Regions from separate parts of the Podarcis muralis genome. Here region 2 is linked to region 1. A link is a contact called in public Hi-C data. All regions are on one chromosome and are shown on one strand. The core of a region is the stretch at or near the end of the contact, and the rest is flanking DNA. Distances in the headings are between cores, read along the strand shown. Region 1 holds the start of UTP3 (UTP3 small subunit processome component). Region 2 holds the start of NUP54 (nucleoporin 54).

The links. Hi-C and Micro-C count contacts between places; a contact is called where the count stands out from the background.
Region 2: a contact with region 1 is called in a Hi-C map of blood, with 8 times the contacts expected there. The contact joins the promoter of NUP54 here to the promoter of UTP3 in region 1. A contact is called at or near these places in 2 of 3 Hi-C or Micro-C datasets (blood and tail).

The regions. Positions count from the first base shown.
Region 1 is chr9:10,176,941-10,184,126 of rPodMur119.hap1.1, forward strand. It overlaps UTP3 (UTP3 small subunit processome component), which reads right to left and starts at 2,661. Exons shown (of 1, transcript XM_028743955.2): 1 at 1-2,661. The coding sequence starts at 2,317. The coding sequence ends at 842. LOC144328834 (a long non-coding RNA gene) reads left to right here and starts at 2,754. Exons shown (of 3, transcript XR_013394121.1): 1 at 2,754-2,901; 2 at 4,192-4,287; 3 at 6,713-7,186.
Region 2 is chr9:10,369,101-10,376,286 of rPodMur119.hap1.1, forward strand. It overlaps NUP54 (nucleoporin 54), which reads right to left and starts at 2,426. Exons shown (of 12, transcript XM_077933747.1): 1 at 2,286-2,426. The coding sequence starts at 2,340. It overlaps SCARB2 (scavenger receptor class B member 2), which reads right to left. Exons shown (of 13, transcript XM_028743948.2): 13 at 4,966-7,186.

The DNA.
Region 1 (7,186 bases), core at 1,411-3,910:
TATCCCTTTTAAAAAATTAACTACTAATAGGCATCCCCTCACAGTTCATTTCTGAATGGTTTCTAGTCATTATGTTAAACATACCTGCTAACATTTTAAAATCAAAAAGTGATTGGTTTTGGTTTCACTCAACCCAGCTACCAATGCACCATATGCTAAACTGTGGCTTCAAATATGTATACTGTATTAATGTAGAGCACACAGGTAACTTAGAAGGTATATAAAGTATATAGAAAGTTTTTGTGAATCTGAATGAAGCAAATTAAACTTATGCATTAGAAGCTTTACCTGCCAAAGCTCTTATCATTCACAACATACAAGACCGTCTCCACTTTCGCATTGGATCTGATCAGCCTAGCCCTAAGTGTATGCTCAAGATAGCTTAATGCAGATTAAATATTCCTTGGGTCCCTTAAGAACTAAGGAGAGCCTTATTGGGTCAGGCCAAAGTATCTGGAACTCAATCCTGGGCATATTAACTAAGAATTCCCATTGAGCTCAATGCAGTTACTGAAAGTCAAAAGTGCACAGAAATGCAACCCAGCAGGTCAAAAAGTGGTGGAAGGTGAGAGGATTGTTGACCTGCTATGTTCTCAATGCAGTGATTGGGATTTACATTTAAACACAGTGCCTGGTTACTGCGGATGACCACAAAGATGAGCTGCTGGACAAATGAAACAACTGGGAAAGGCAGTTGCCCTGAACTTTGCATACTATGAACAATGCTGCTTTCTCCATGTTAAAATAAATACATATTGCCTTTATTTACCCCAAAAATGAACATTTATTGAGCTCACATTCACTGCCTTCAGCGAGTAAAAAAAGAATTATACAAAGAGAATCACTTAAGCTTAACACTTTTCTTAACTCCAGCACGAATGCCAGACAGTTCGCCTCCGTATCTTTGTTCTTCTCTTCGGACCTCACGAACCTGCCCCTTCCTACGAATCTTGGCACGTCTGAATTTCTCACGGTGCTTGACTCTTGGGTTACGATCAATCTTTTTCCTTCTGGGTGTGAGGCCTTTATTCTTGACAATCTGGTATGTTGCGCCTCTCTTTTGATCTCCTGCTTCCTCTTCCATAATCAGGTCTTCCACACATTCTGTTTCTTCTCGTTTCCTCTTTTTCTTAAGCTTTATCTTTTTTTCCATCTCCTTATAATAATTCAGGGCAGCCTCCTCATCCAAATCTGAATCATCTGTAGGTTCTTCAGGATCATTATCATTAGAAAGCTCACCAACAGCTTTAGGTTTGATTTTATTAACAGGCTTTCTAGCAGGCACGATAAGCTTCTTCCTACCTTCCACATCACCAGCATCACTACTATGGAATTCATTAAGGAGCAGGCGAATCTCCGGTGACAGTTTTTGGTCCACAGTCGCCAAATCATTTATTAAATTTCTGTAACTTACAAGTCTTTCAATGACGGGGTGACCGTGAACTGGAATCCTTTTGGCTTTCAGCACCAAGTAAAAACTAATGTTGCAGCAATAGTTCAAATAGAGATGGTATTTGGTCTGTAAATACTGGCTGCCCTTTCCCTCTGGGATGACCCCATCTTTTACCATTTGCATGAGCGGCTCCAGTTCATCTCTGAGCTCAGTTAACTTGGCTTCAAAGTCCTGAATCAGCTCCAGCAACTCCGGGGATTCCTTTTTCAACAGCTTCAACTTCTCTTTTTTAGAGAGAGACTGCAAGTCCTTGGCAATTTTCGACCCGGACTCTTTTCGACCTGGCTCCTGGGCTGCCGCAGCGTAGGCCTCTATCAGGTCCAGGCCGTAATCATCCTCCCCCAGATTCTGCACCAGCCTTTTCTGAATGGCTTGGGCCTCCTCCTCTTCCTCCAGCTCCTCGGCTTCGGCTTCCTCCTGGCTCTGCTTGGCTGCTTTGGAGCGAGCCGCAGCCTTGCCGTAGTCGGTGCCGTAATAGAGCTGTTTCCGCTGGCCCCAGGCGAACTCATGGGGGAGGCCGAGGTCTCCGCTGCCGCCCCGCTGCTCCTCCAGGTCGCTGTCCATATCCAGGGGCTCGCCTTCGCCTCCATCCTCGTCGTCGTCCGCGCCCTCATCTTCTCCATCCTCCTCCGTCTCACTCTCCTCAGAGAGCTCTAGTCCCAAGACCTCCTCCTCGCCATCTTCCTCCTCCTCCTCCTCCTCGCTGCCCAGCGCCGCCAGCACTGCCTCCTCCAGACGCCGCTGGTGGAAATCGTCTGCCTCCTCCGTGAAGATCGGGGCTCCCGGCTCCGGCTCCTCCATCTTTTCCTCCCGCGGCTGCGAGGCCCTCAGGCCCGGGGCTATTCTCCGCCGTGGCTTCCCCATGTTGCCGGCAGTGAGGACGGATCGGCAGTCGGCAAACAAGCGTGCAGTATTGCTGCTGTGCGGCCGCCAACGCACAACACTACTTCCGGGTCGAAGGTCGGTGACCCTGGAAACAGGCTTTCACTTCCGGCTCACAAGAAACGGGTAAGCCCCCGCCTCCACCTAACTAATTCCCAATTGTCATTTCCTTGTTCAGGAAATAACCGGCGGCCGTAAGTCTGACGCTTGCCGTCCTTAATCTATGCGTCTCCAGTATATCCCAAACTGTACAGCGACCTTCCTTTCGAGGTGCTTTACTTCCTGCCTGGAGTAAGCGAGTAAATTCTACTTCCGGTCGGTTGATGCGCCCTGCTTTATACCTTCCGCCTCACTTGTGGACGCTCTGGTTTCGGTAAGAAGCATAGAGAGGTGATGGGGAGGGTGCGCGCCGGAGGCGAGGCGGGGCGTTCGGCCGATGAAGTGCGCATGCGAGAACCGCAGGGGGACACGTGGCCGACGTAAAGCGTGCGGCGTAATGGAGTGCTAAGCGGGTGTATCTCAGCCTCTTCCGCTGCTTCCATTTAATAGAACGAGCATCCACACAGGTCCAAGATACATATTAATCGATCCCAGTTAATAGCAATGCACTGTTCACTCAGCTCGATAGACAGATAGATGTCTATTTATTTCTCCTTAGGAATCTGCTTTATGCTGAGTCAGACTTTTGGTCCATCTGGGTTAGTGTTGTCTACACTGACTGGCAGCGGCTTTCTAGGCAGCAGCCTCGCAACTCACCCTGCAGGGACCGAACCTGGGAATCAGCTACATCAGGGGTGGGGTTTGGTAATATGGCTCCCTGAACAAGACCAAGATTGGGCGCCCCTTCCCCCTAAATATTTACTTTCCACAATATTTCATTTTGGTACAGCTGCTTTTTAAATGGGTCTTCTAGGTACCCGTATAAATATAAGTATTGTGCTCCCTGTCTGCTCCACACCACCCTAAATCTGGTGTTGTCTGCTTGCAAGGCAGCCGCTGAGCTATGGTGGCCCTTCCCTTAAAGAAAGAAAGAACAGACCTCCTGGATTTTTTCCCTGAGGCTTCTCACACAGACACCCTGCTTTAGCAACCGAAGGAGTGGTGGAAAGTGTGAAATGACAATGTTGTTGTTCTCTCCCTGCTCACACTGCTAGGACCTGGGTTCTCTAGTCTAGATGAAACCTGATTCAGAACAAGCAATGGTGTTGCTGCTCACGTTGTGAGATCATTTCGTTGCCACAAGATGGAGACAGATGCCGACTTTTAGCTTTTCTAAAGGATAAAATATATGTTAGGGTGGAAGCAGCTAACATGATGCCTTCTAGATGTTGGACTCCCATTTCCCATCAGCCTCAGCCGGAATGGCTAATGGTCAGGGATTATGGGAGTTTGAGTCCAACAACATCTGGAGGGTACCACACATTAGCAGCTCCTGCCATAGAAGGTAGGTTAATTGATGGATGCTGGCCACTGTTACTGAACAGTGGATGCTGGCCTTCAGTTACTGAAGCGTACATTGGAATATCAAAAGATGGACCGCCACATGCGAATTTCCCCAGAATAATCTGCTAGTTGCCATCAGAAACAAAATCCTGGGCTTCATGGGTCTTTGATTAATCCAGAAAGGCAAGTCTTGACATTTTTACATCTTCAGGACTGCCAATGGATTAACAGAATCGATAAATAGACCAGTTTAAGCAAAGTCTGCAACCCTATACAAGTCTATACATGGAATATACTTCCGAGTAGGCCTACATAGGCTTGTGCTGCTGGTAATATATTAAATCCAAACTAATTTGCATATTAATAAAAACAATTGGCTTGTATGGAAATGAAAATTCTTTTTTCGTTTCTAGATAATTCATGTACCTGCGACAGCAGGGACTGCCTTAGTAATTAATGTAGAAGACAGGGTGCTTTTTCTGAGAGGACACCTTCCACCTACAGTTCTTGTAAGTTCAATAAACACTTCCATGAGTTTTGCAAGCACGTTTTTAGGCCATTAAAAGGCTTTTGATCACTGGTTAACTGAGTAAACACCACAGCCCCAAATGACATAGGAGGGTGTTAATAGGCAAGAATTGGTGCAGAGTCCGTGGCACCATTCACATAACAAAAACTACCATAGAGATATCAAGTTTTTCAAAAGTAGCAAGTCCATGGCTTCACTTTTGAAAAAAAGGTCTGCAGTTCTTAGCTAATTGGGAACCACTGGTTTAGTCTAACCTGCTTGATGCAAGAAGGCTTTCCCCTAACAGATGACTTTTCCTGTCCAGACTCTGCTTAAAGACTTCCAGCATGGGTGATCCCACCACCCCTCTAAGTAACGGGTTCTTTTGTTAACCTACTCTTACTGTCAAGTGGTTTCCTCCTAATATTGAAATGACACCTACCTGCCTATAGCTTAAGTCCATGAGATATAGTAGTGTCTTCTAGGGCACCAGAAAACAATTTTTTGCACTCTTCTATGACTGTGTGTGCATCACCCTTTACTCTGGCTCCAGTGTACTCCCATCACTGGTGTTTGAAACCATGTACATGTGATGTTAGCCACAATCCCATAGCTGTCCTGTAATTCTTGAGAAATCCTGCTGTTCAGTGCATTTCTCCATCCAATTTGAAAAATGTCAGCCACATTCAATTTGCAGTTAAGCTGAGGTGTGTGCACTTGAGACAACTGTTGCGTATGCCCAGATGACAGTTTTGTGAACAGGAGTTGGAAAGGTTGCAGGTGTGGAAAAAGCAATCGTGCTTTGAGTGATGAAATCTGGGAAGGGGCGGCCTTGCTGCGCTTTAAGGTGCTAAAGCAGAGCTTTCCAAGCTTTTCATGCTGGTGACACACTTTTTAGACATTCATCATTTTGCAACACAGTCATTCAGTTTTATTCCCAAACCAGAGGTTAAACTAGCCCCTTTCAATGACACACCTACACACTGCAGCCAACACACTAATGTGTCATGACACACAATTTGGAAAGCTGTGTCCCAAAGTGTATTTGACCTAAGTGTCAGCCTTTCAGGAATTTGAAGTGCTGTCATGTCCCTCCTCTGTCTTCTCCAAGTTAAATACAACCAGTTCCTCCCACCTTTCCAGTTGTGCTTCTGGTACGGTTCCCTTTTTTATCTACTTGTGGAGGCTTTCAAGCTGCTTTTCAGGCTATCCTTCCACCTTAAGTTACCACAGTCAGTATGTTCTGCCAGGCTGGACTGCTGTTTCTTAGTGCCCTCTGTACATCATCAAGGCATTGTAATCACTCAGAGTGAAGTAATGGTGCTGAAAAGAACTCTTGCCTCTGAAACAAGCAGGCTGACCGATACCAAACCCAAGAGCCGTTCTATGCAAAATAAGTGCAGGTGCCAGTTTCTTCTTAAGAAAACCACAGAGCAGGTGCAGCAGGGCCAGTTGAACTGGAATTTAGAGTTGCAGCTCTCTGAAGGAAAGGAAATGCAACTATTAGGGCGTTTAACCAAGTAAAGATGCTTAAATCTTCAGATACCATGTATATAATTCAATAGCTTCATTAAAATGTGAATTGGCATATCTTTTTATTTGAAGGCGCTCAAGGTGGCATACGTGGTTCTCCATCCTCCTTGCTTAATCCCCACGACAACCCTCTGAGGCAGGTTACGCTGAGATGTAGTGACTAGCCGAAAGTCACCCAGGGAGCTTCATGGCTGAGCAGAGATTTGAACCCTCGTCTCCCACGCCCTGGTCTGAAACTCGAACCCAGGGGTCAGCAAGGTTCATCTTGCCTGGGCTGGATCGGTCCCGCAGAGATCCCTCTGTGGGCCGGATCTCATGCATGCATGAGGCGCACCTGCGATTTTTGACATCTGCATGTGCACACCCGCGATTTTCAGTGTCTGCGCATGCACAGACGCAATTTACAGCGCCACAGAAGCGAGTCCCCGTGCTGTGCTGCACTGATTTAGTGCAGCAGGTGAGTGGGCAGCTCATTTCGGGGGCGGTTCATGGGCCGGTCAAATGACCTCTGCAGGCCACTTCTTAGAATACTCTAACCATTACACCTGACATAGGACTCCTGCCAACCCCATAATGCAAGATGCTTTGGGACAGGCTGTGGTTACTCACTGGTGATCAATGGGCACTCTACACATGCTTCAAGCCCGAGGCATTGTCCTCCTCATGAAATAAGTTACAGTTAATTCTATTGACATAGTAGGTGTGAGTCCTGACACACAAATCAGGGGAACCCTTGGATAAATTAAGTCCAGAGAGTGAATCAACTACCTTTGTAACTTTTTCCTGTTATTGATTTTCACCTACCGGTTTTGTCATCATGTACTTGGTGACTGAAAAAGTAACTGAAACTCTTCCTGTGGTCATAAGGTGTGTATTTTTAACCATGTGCACAGAGGCTGGTATAAGGAGCTCTGCAGCTGGACTGTGGAAAGCAAAGAGCCATGTGATCTAGAGGCAAGTGACTTCAGTAAAATAACTTTACTCTTTCAGGCACATGAGTTTGCTGGTTTGAAGGTGTGGATCTTGAGTTTGGGGGCAGAATTAAACTGAAGTTAGGACCCGCATAATGTAAAAATACTGTATATAGAATCACAGAATCTTAGAGCTGGAAGGGAACCCAAGGGTCATCTATTCCAACCCCCTGCAATGCAGGAATCTCAGCTCAAGCATCCATGACAAATGGCTATCCAACCTCTGTTTAAAAACCTCCAAGGACGGAGAGTCCACAACCTCTCATGGGAGACTGTTCCACTGCTAAACAGCTCTTACTGTCAGAAAGTTTTTCCAAATGTTTAGTTAGAATCTCCTTTCTTGCAACTTGAAGCCATTGGTTCAAGTCCTACCCTCCAGAGCAGGAGAAAACAAGC
Region 2 (7,186 bases), core at 1,176-3,675, 190 kb after region 1:
GCTTTATGTTCCCATAAGCAACTGCTGGATCAGAGCAGTCTCTCTTTGCAGCTACTTCAGTGATAAAACAGCTTTGAAAAATTAGGCATTTCAGTCACACATTTAAGGAGTCCGATGCAAACGTTATTTTAAAAGCTACAAGAATAAAAGCAAAAGAGGTATTCTGCTTCTACTCCAGTCCTTAAACACTGAAAGAGGTCTTCAATGGATTTTATTGGAACAATGCCACATGAATGAGTTTAGACCCCAGAGGCCTGAAGCAAATTCTTGGACCCTTCCCAGCAACAATGCAATTACAAACACCACTTGTGTGCATTCTCTACCTGCACTGGCCAGACTGTTACCAAAATTGAATGGTGGAGCCGAGGTAGTAGACACACCAAAATTCCCAATATTAAAATTCACTGCAGGATTAGCAGTTAATCCAAAACCCCCAAAATTAAACCCGCTGGCAGTGGAGTTTGCTGTTTCAAGCCCACCAAATCCTGATGAGTGGGAAGCAGAAAAGAAAGCAAGGAAGTATTAGTGAGAAACAAAACATGTAAGCAGTAAAACCAATTCTGATTAGCAAAAATGAGAAATTTCAAAGAACGGGGGAGAAGAAACATCAGTCCATAGCAAGAAAAAGTACAAGAGCGTTTCTCTGCTGTTATAGGACAAATGAAGTTTTCACTGCCAAATATTAGTTCTGCACCAAAAACATGCAAATAAAAATTCCTCCTCAGTATGAGAGCAGGGTGTGTTGAATGGTCTACGTTTTGAAGGGTTTAGAAGTAATGAGCTGAGCAGTACACTTAGGCTTAACATTTTGTAGATATGAATGACCAAGTAAAGCACTGTTAACAAACTTGATAGTGGTTCCCTTCCCCAAACCTCTGTATTAGAATTACACTCTCCCCATGCTGTTTAATATGAATACTTTGCATTTAGACATGGATTTTTGTTCAAAGTGCTTCACGTACATTATCACAACAGTCCATATCAACATGCAATTTGTGAATTCCCAAGTCAAATGCAGCCTGCCAGTCATATACTAGACTCTTTACAGTACCAGGCAGACAACAAGAGGCTAGCACAGCGGTTTTCAATTTGCTAAGTACTGTGGACCTCCTGTTTTTCAAAAGCCAAGCCACAGGACTGTACAATCCTATATATTTTGGAGGAATTAGCACTAATTATGTTTATTTGTGGGGCTCTGCAACATAGGACGGGCAGCAGCCAGAGACCTAGTTTTGCTAATGGATGGGAACTTCTAGAAGCGTGGCAGTGAGAGAGCCACACTTTGCAGCCCCTTGGCCTTTCTCTACAACCACCCTGTGACATTAATGAATAATAATAATAAGTGCCTCTTTTGTGTGTGGGGGTGTGTGTGCTCCTTTGGGATATATATAGTTACATTTATACATAGACCGTGCGATATTAATGAATGTGATTATAATGAATAATAAGTGCCTCTTTTCTCTCTGTGTGTGGGGGGGTGTCCTCCTTTGGGATATATATAGCTACATTTTTATACCAACCCTGTGATATTAATGAATAATAATAATAATGTGTCTCTTCTGTGTGTGGGGGGGTGTCCTCCTTTGGGATATATATAGCTACATTTTTATACCAACCCTGTGATATTAATATTAATAATAATAATAAATGCCTCTTTTCTCTCTGTGTGTGGGGGTCCTCCTTTGGGATATATATATAGCTACATTTTTATACGGACCCTGTGATATTAATGAATAATAATAATAAGTGCCTCTTTTCTCTGTGTGTGGGGGGGTCCTCCTTTGGGATATATATAGCTACATTTTTATACGGACCCTGTGATATTATTATTATTATTATTATTATTATTATTATTATTATTAAGTGCCTCTTTTGTGTGGGGTGGCGGTGGTGGTTCTCTACACACACACACACACACACTTGCACTGCAGGGGTTTGGACTCGAAGCCCCTCGCGGGTCCCTTCCTGTTCTAAAACCCTGCGACAAGCGGACATTCAGGCAACCTTAAGGCGCCTCATCATTTTGTGCCCTGCTTCTTCACGTCCTCCTTGCGCTCGCGTTCATTTGCGCGTGTTGTCGTGCTTGTCCTGACCTACGGCTGGAACAAATAAATCTGACTCCCTCCCATCCCCACCCCCTCCTCTCTTGATATCGCCCTGCGCCTCCGAAGCTGCTGCTGCTCCGCGATAGGAAGCCAGGGATTCAACAGGTGCTGCCCTTCCCCGCCCCCCCGGTTGCCAGGGCGACCAGGGCCACGCCCCCCCCGCCACTTCCCCGCACTCACCCGCAGGGTTTGGGGCGGCCGCAGCGCCGGCGGCTGGCCCGAAGTTGAAAGCCATGAGGGAACCCGGGCGGCGGCGGCGGCAGCACCTACTGACCCTGGGAAGGTCCGCTCAGCGCCGTCGTCCGGGTGGAAACTGCAACCCCGACGCGGGAGGCCTCGACCAGGCCATAGAGATAGGAAAAGTGTAGAGTGGAACCCAATATTAGCGCCGGCCGCGGTTTTCTAAGGACCCGCCGCTCTGCCCTTCGGCCTCCCTTAACTTCGAATCCCCTTTATGCATTTCGCGTCGAAAAATTAGAGCGGGGAACTAGCTGAAACCAGGCACCGGGGGTCCCGGTTTGAAATCGCCGTGGCGCGTCACTCTATATTTCTGCGTCTGTGGAGAAAAAAAGGTTCCGCCTCCGCCCGGAGAGCGCCGCTCGAGCTGGTTTGTTGCCCCGGCAACGAGGCGCTGTGGTGACGACAACGACGTAAGATGCCGTCGCGGATTCCTAGACCGGCCCCTGAAGTGCCACCAATTGGGGAGAGGGCTGCGGAAAGGTAGAGGCTCCGCCTTGTGGACTGGAGGGGAAGTGCCCGATGGGATCCTGATGGGGAAAGTCGGGCGTAGGGCAACCCATGTCGGAAGTGTAGATTTTTTTTTTGGGGGGGGGGGGGAATTTCCAACAACGTCCCCCCCAAAAAGAAACCTCAACAAGTTTTCCATTTTTTGAAATATGGCAACCTGCTTTGGTGATCCTCACACCTAATGATGCGGGTTATGGTGTGCAATAGGTTCAAACCCTATTCCGACTCCGACCCTAGGAGTCCTCATAAGGGATCTAATCCTGAAGGAAGACCTGTGAGGGGAGAGACTCCATCAGACAAGGCCTTCTTCCACCTGCCTTGCCCCACCCTGTAGTCTCTGCTTCTCAATTTGTATTGTATTATTCTATGTACTGTGGCTTGCCGTTGTTTTATTGATTATAGTTTAGAAATTATTTATTGTAACTGCTGAGTGGATTTCTCTTTAACTTTCATATGTTATTATTATTTAATACTATTCTAATGATTGTTGAATGTTACTTTTTGATGTAGGCTGCCTATTTTAAAGTTATGTTTTATTATCACCTTTTTGTATTGCATTAGATTGTTATAAGATGTACATTTTTTATTTCTTCAGCTTGTAAACTGCCTTGAGTATTGTAAGATAGAAAGACGGTACAGTGGTACCTCGGGTTAAGTACTTAATTTGTTCCGGAGGTCCGTACTTAACCTGAAACTGTTCTTAACCTGAAGACCACTTTAGCTAATGGGGCCTCCTGCTGCCGCCGCTCTGCCAGAGCACAATTTCTGTTCTCATCCTGAAGCAAAGTTCTTAACCTGAAGCACTATTTCTGGGTTAGTGGAGTCTGTAACCTGAAGCGTATGTAACCTGAAGCATATGTAACCTGAGGTACCGCTGTATACAAATTAAAAATGATGATGATGATGAAAGGAACTGCAACCTATGACTCAGTGAGGGGATTTAGGATGTGTGTTTCAGGCCTCGGCCAGTTTAGTCCTGTGTCATCCGGTCCCGTTTGTCACCTGTTAGTCCCATTTATCATGTTTAATTTAATTGTGTTCTCTTGGAATCTGATGCGGTGCATGCTTGGCAGGAAGGTTTGCAAAGGATACTCTTGAGAATATTGCAAATGAGGTGCAGGGATCACTGGGAGGGCTTTGTCTGTAGCAGCTGCACACCTCCAACTGACTTCCCCCTCTCAGGTACATCTTGCCAGAATTGTTTTCCTTTCATTGGCAGGTAAACACACATGTCTCTTTGTCCAGGAGGGGTGAGGTGCACTAAGTATTGAAAATGTATTTTCTACTGCTGCTGCGTGGCTATACCTCATTATGATTTCAGTGATTTTGTGGTCTTTTGCTTTAGCTTTTTTGTGTTTAATCTAGCCGTAATGCCAAGATCCTTTTCAGGGGCAAGGGAAACTGCAGAAAGTATGTTTTAGGCCATACTAATGAGAAATGACTACCCAGAACTCTGGGACAGCTAGAAAGCACACGGTGCGTACAGGGGCAGACTTTGGTCTTTCCAATTTCAATGGCGCCGAGCCGGAGGCCAAAATTCAGTGCCCCTGCCTTCCGTCCTGCTTAGTGGAGTACATCTTCATTGCGATACCTTACAACACTCCTAGGCTCTATGCCCAGAGCGATGGAAATGGTCGTTGCTGTCCTAAATTCGCCTCTGGTGCATAGCTGTTAAACTATGGCATTTGCTCCTACAAGAGGCAACAATGGCGATCCATTTTGATAATTTTAAGAGAGAATTAGTCAAATTCATGGAGGATAAGGCTATCATCAGTAACTACTAGATATCCTCCACTGTCAGAGGCAGCATGTCTCTGAATCCCAGTTGTGGGAAACACCCATGGGCAGAGTGTGGCTGTATTCATTCCTGGTCCAGCAGGGCTCCTCTTAGCATTTGTCACCTGGACAACTGGCAGGTAAGAATGTATCTGCTCACCTGGCCAAGCGTATAAATGGACAGGATTCCCTACTGTCTTTTCTCAGAAGCAGCAGAACTAGAACAGGCCTGGTTGGGATTTTTTTTTTACATAGAGGGAGATTCACTAACTAAACAGATGTTCTTAGGAGAAAAATATTCAGAAATGCAAGTTACAAGAATAAGGAGAAAAGGCAATGAAACAAAAAAGCCATTTAATGTGATATTCCACATTAACATGACAACAGTTGATTGACATGACAACAGTCCACTTCGTTCATTACTAACAGGGCTGAGTGTAAAGAGTCAGTGTTAGATACCCCCCACCAAAAAAGGGCATTATTTTTGCTTTGGAGAAACTACCATGAGTGACCTACAAAGAATGGCCCCAAATAAGAGCTGAATCTTTTCCATAGTTTGTCTCCCGATACTAGATTTCTCTTTTTTTGCATTAAAAAGCTGTCAACTGTGACATGTCCCTATAGATTTTCTGGCTGCACCACTAAACATGTTTTAAATATGGAGAAGTATTATTGAAGAGAGATTTGATAGTAGGCTCTTTTACTGCTTCTACAGTGCCATGGTTAAGATAAACTGGTCATCAACTATTGTTGTGGCCTCGGGAAAACTCTCTCAAGCTGAGGTCCACATCATATATGGGCCCAATGCAGCCTTCCTGGCTTACACCAGTCTTATAAATATTCTGTACCTGAAGCTCTCCGAGCAATTTAAATAAGCCCTTGCAAACCATCAGTTATGTCAGCGCAGCCCACAAGAGAATTTATGCTCCAGGAAATCCCAAAGTCCCCTAGGAGCTCCTCTGTCGGAAGATGACAAGCTTCCTTGTCCACAGCTTCAGGAGACTGTTGGACATTTCTTGCAGCAGAACTATTTAACAGGGAAGCAAACAGTCTCCACTACAACTAGAAAAATAAAAGTGCCCACAAATGTCACCATCGCCACCCCTCAAACCAAAATAGCAAAGGATCCTGGAACTTTCAGTTTTGCTCTTTCACTAACTTTGTACTCACTCAGTCGTTCACAGCAAGCAGCTGGCCCATCCTGTTGTACACATGGTTCTGTCTAAATTTGAGACACAGGACAGGCAACCTTTTCTGAGGGCTGCTCAGTATTTTATAAACATTGCACAGCCCTCGCTTTAGCCACTCGTGATAGTACTGTGCACAATCTCCCTGCCTTGACCAGACACTATAAACAAGGGAGGAGAGACTGTGGCCTTGCAGAAGTTGTTGGACTCCAACTCCCATCAGTCCCAGACAGCATGGCTAATAATCTGGGATCACTTTGAGCAAAACCTGGAGTGCCATCTTTCCCAACTCCCACATAACTTAAGCAGCCTAGGATGCTTTGCACTGTTAGGAGGGCCTAAACACTACTCAACCCCATAATACTAAGACTGAGAGGCAGCATCAAAAGGGCAATTTCAAGAACTTGGAATTCCTTTTAAGGTATAAATGAACACTGAAAGGTGATCTGAGCCAATGACCTAGCTGTAGAGGCGCATCTATCAGAAATAATACAATACTAATACTATTCATGGTTCTAAGTTATCTTTTGCTCCTTTGTACCCTCAGAAATATATATAAACAGCTTCTCTGCTGCCTTCCAGTTATTTTAAGCAATGCTGTTTGCCAACTGCTGGAAGTGTAAATGTTCATGCTATAATTTTGTAAATGTACCGCGGGAAATAATTTGCACAAGCTTCCAAGGAAACAATTAAGGATGCACATCAATCTGCAATGCCTGCAGCCTCCATTGGCCAACCACGGGGCAGCTTCCCTCCATGAGATGTCTCTCAGGTTCTAATAATGGGAGAATCATCTCTTTCTCCTACATAGACTTGAGGTCTTTAATGAAATCAGGAGTTGGACAACATCTGGAAGGCCACTGGTGAAACCACCGCTGCAAATGGAACAGTGGACCAGATGGGTCTTTCGGCTGCTCCAGAAAAGGAATTCCAGCAACATATTCTATGGTTCCTGCACCAGCACAACCAAAATAAACAAATAACTGTTCTTAGTGAACACTATGAATGACAAAAAGTTGTGTGTCTTGACAACCACTCCAAAAATAGATGGGAAAACTGCTTTCTTACTGCAGCTTCAGGTAATAATGGCTTTTCCAATGGGAGGGGGAAATGCAATCAACTCAATAATGGGGCGTTTGGATGGGGGAGATAGTTATACCATGTTACTTTGAAGAATCAATAAGAGATCTTTAAATATAATAATAATGGGGCATTTGGTCAGCAGGCAGAATGAGATTTTAGTTAATGCCAGAAACAATGCAGATTACATTAGGAAGAAAAAGTGTACAGAACACTTGTAGGTTATGTTGCTTGCTATACCTATCTAAGAATGAGCTGGGCCTCTCAGAAGAGGCTCAGCTGGTCATTAAG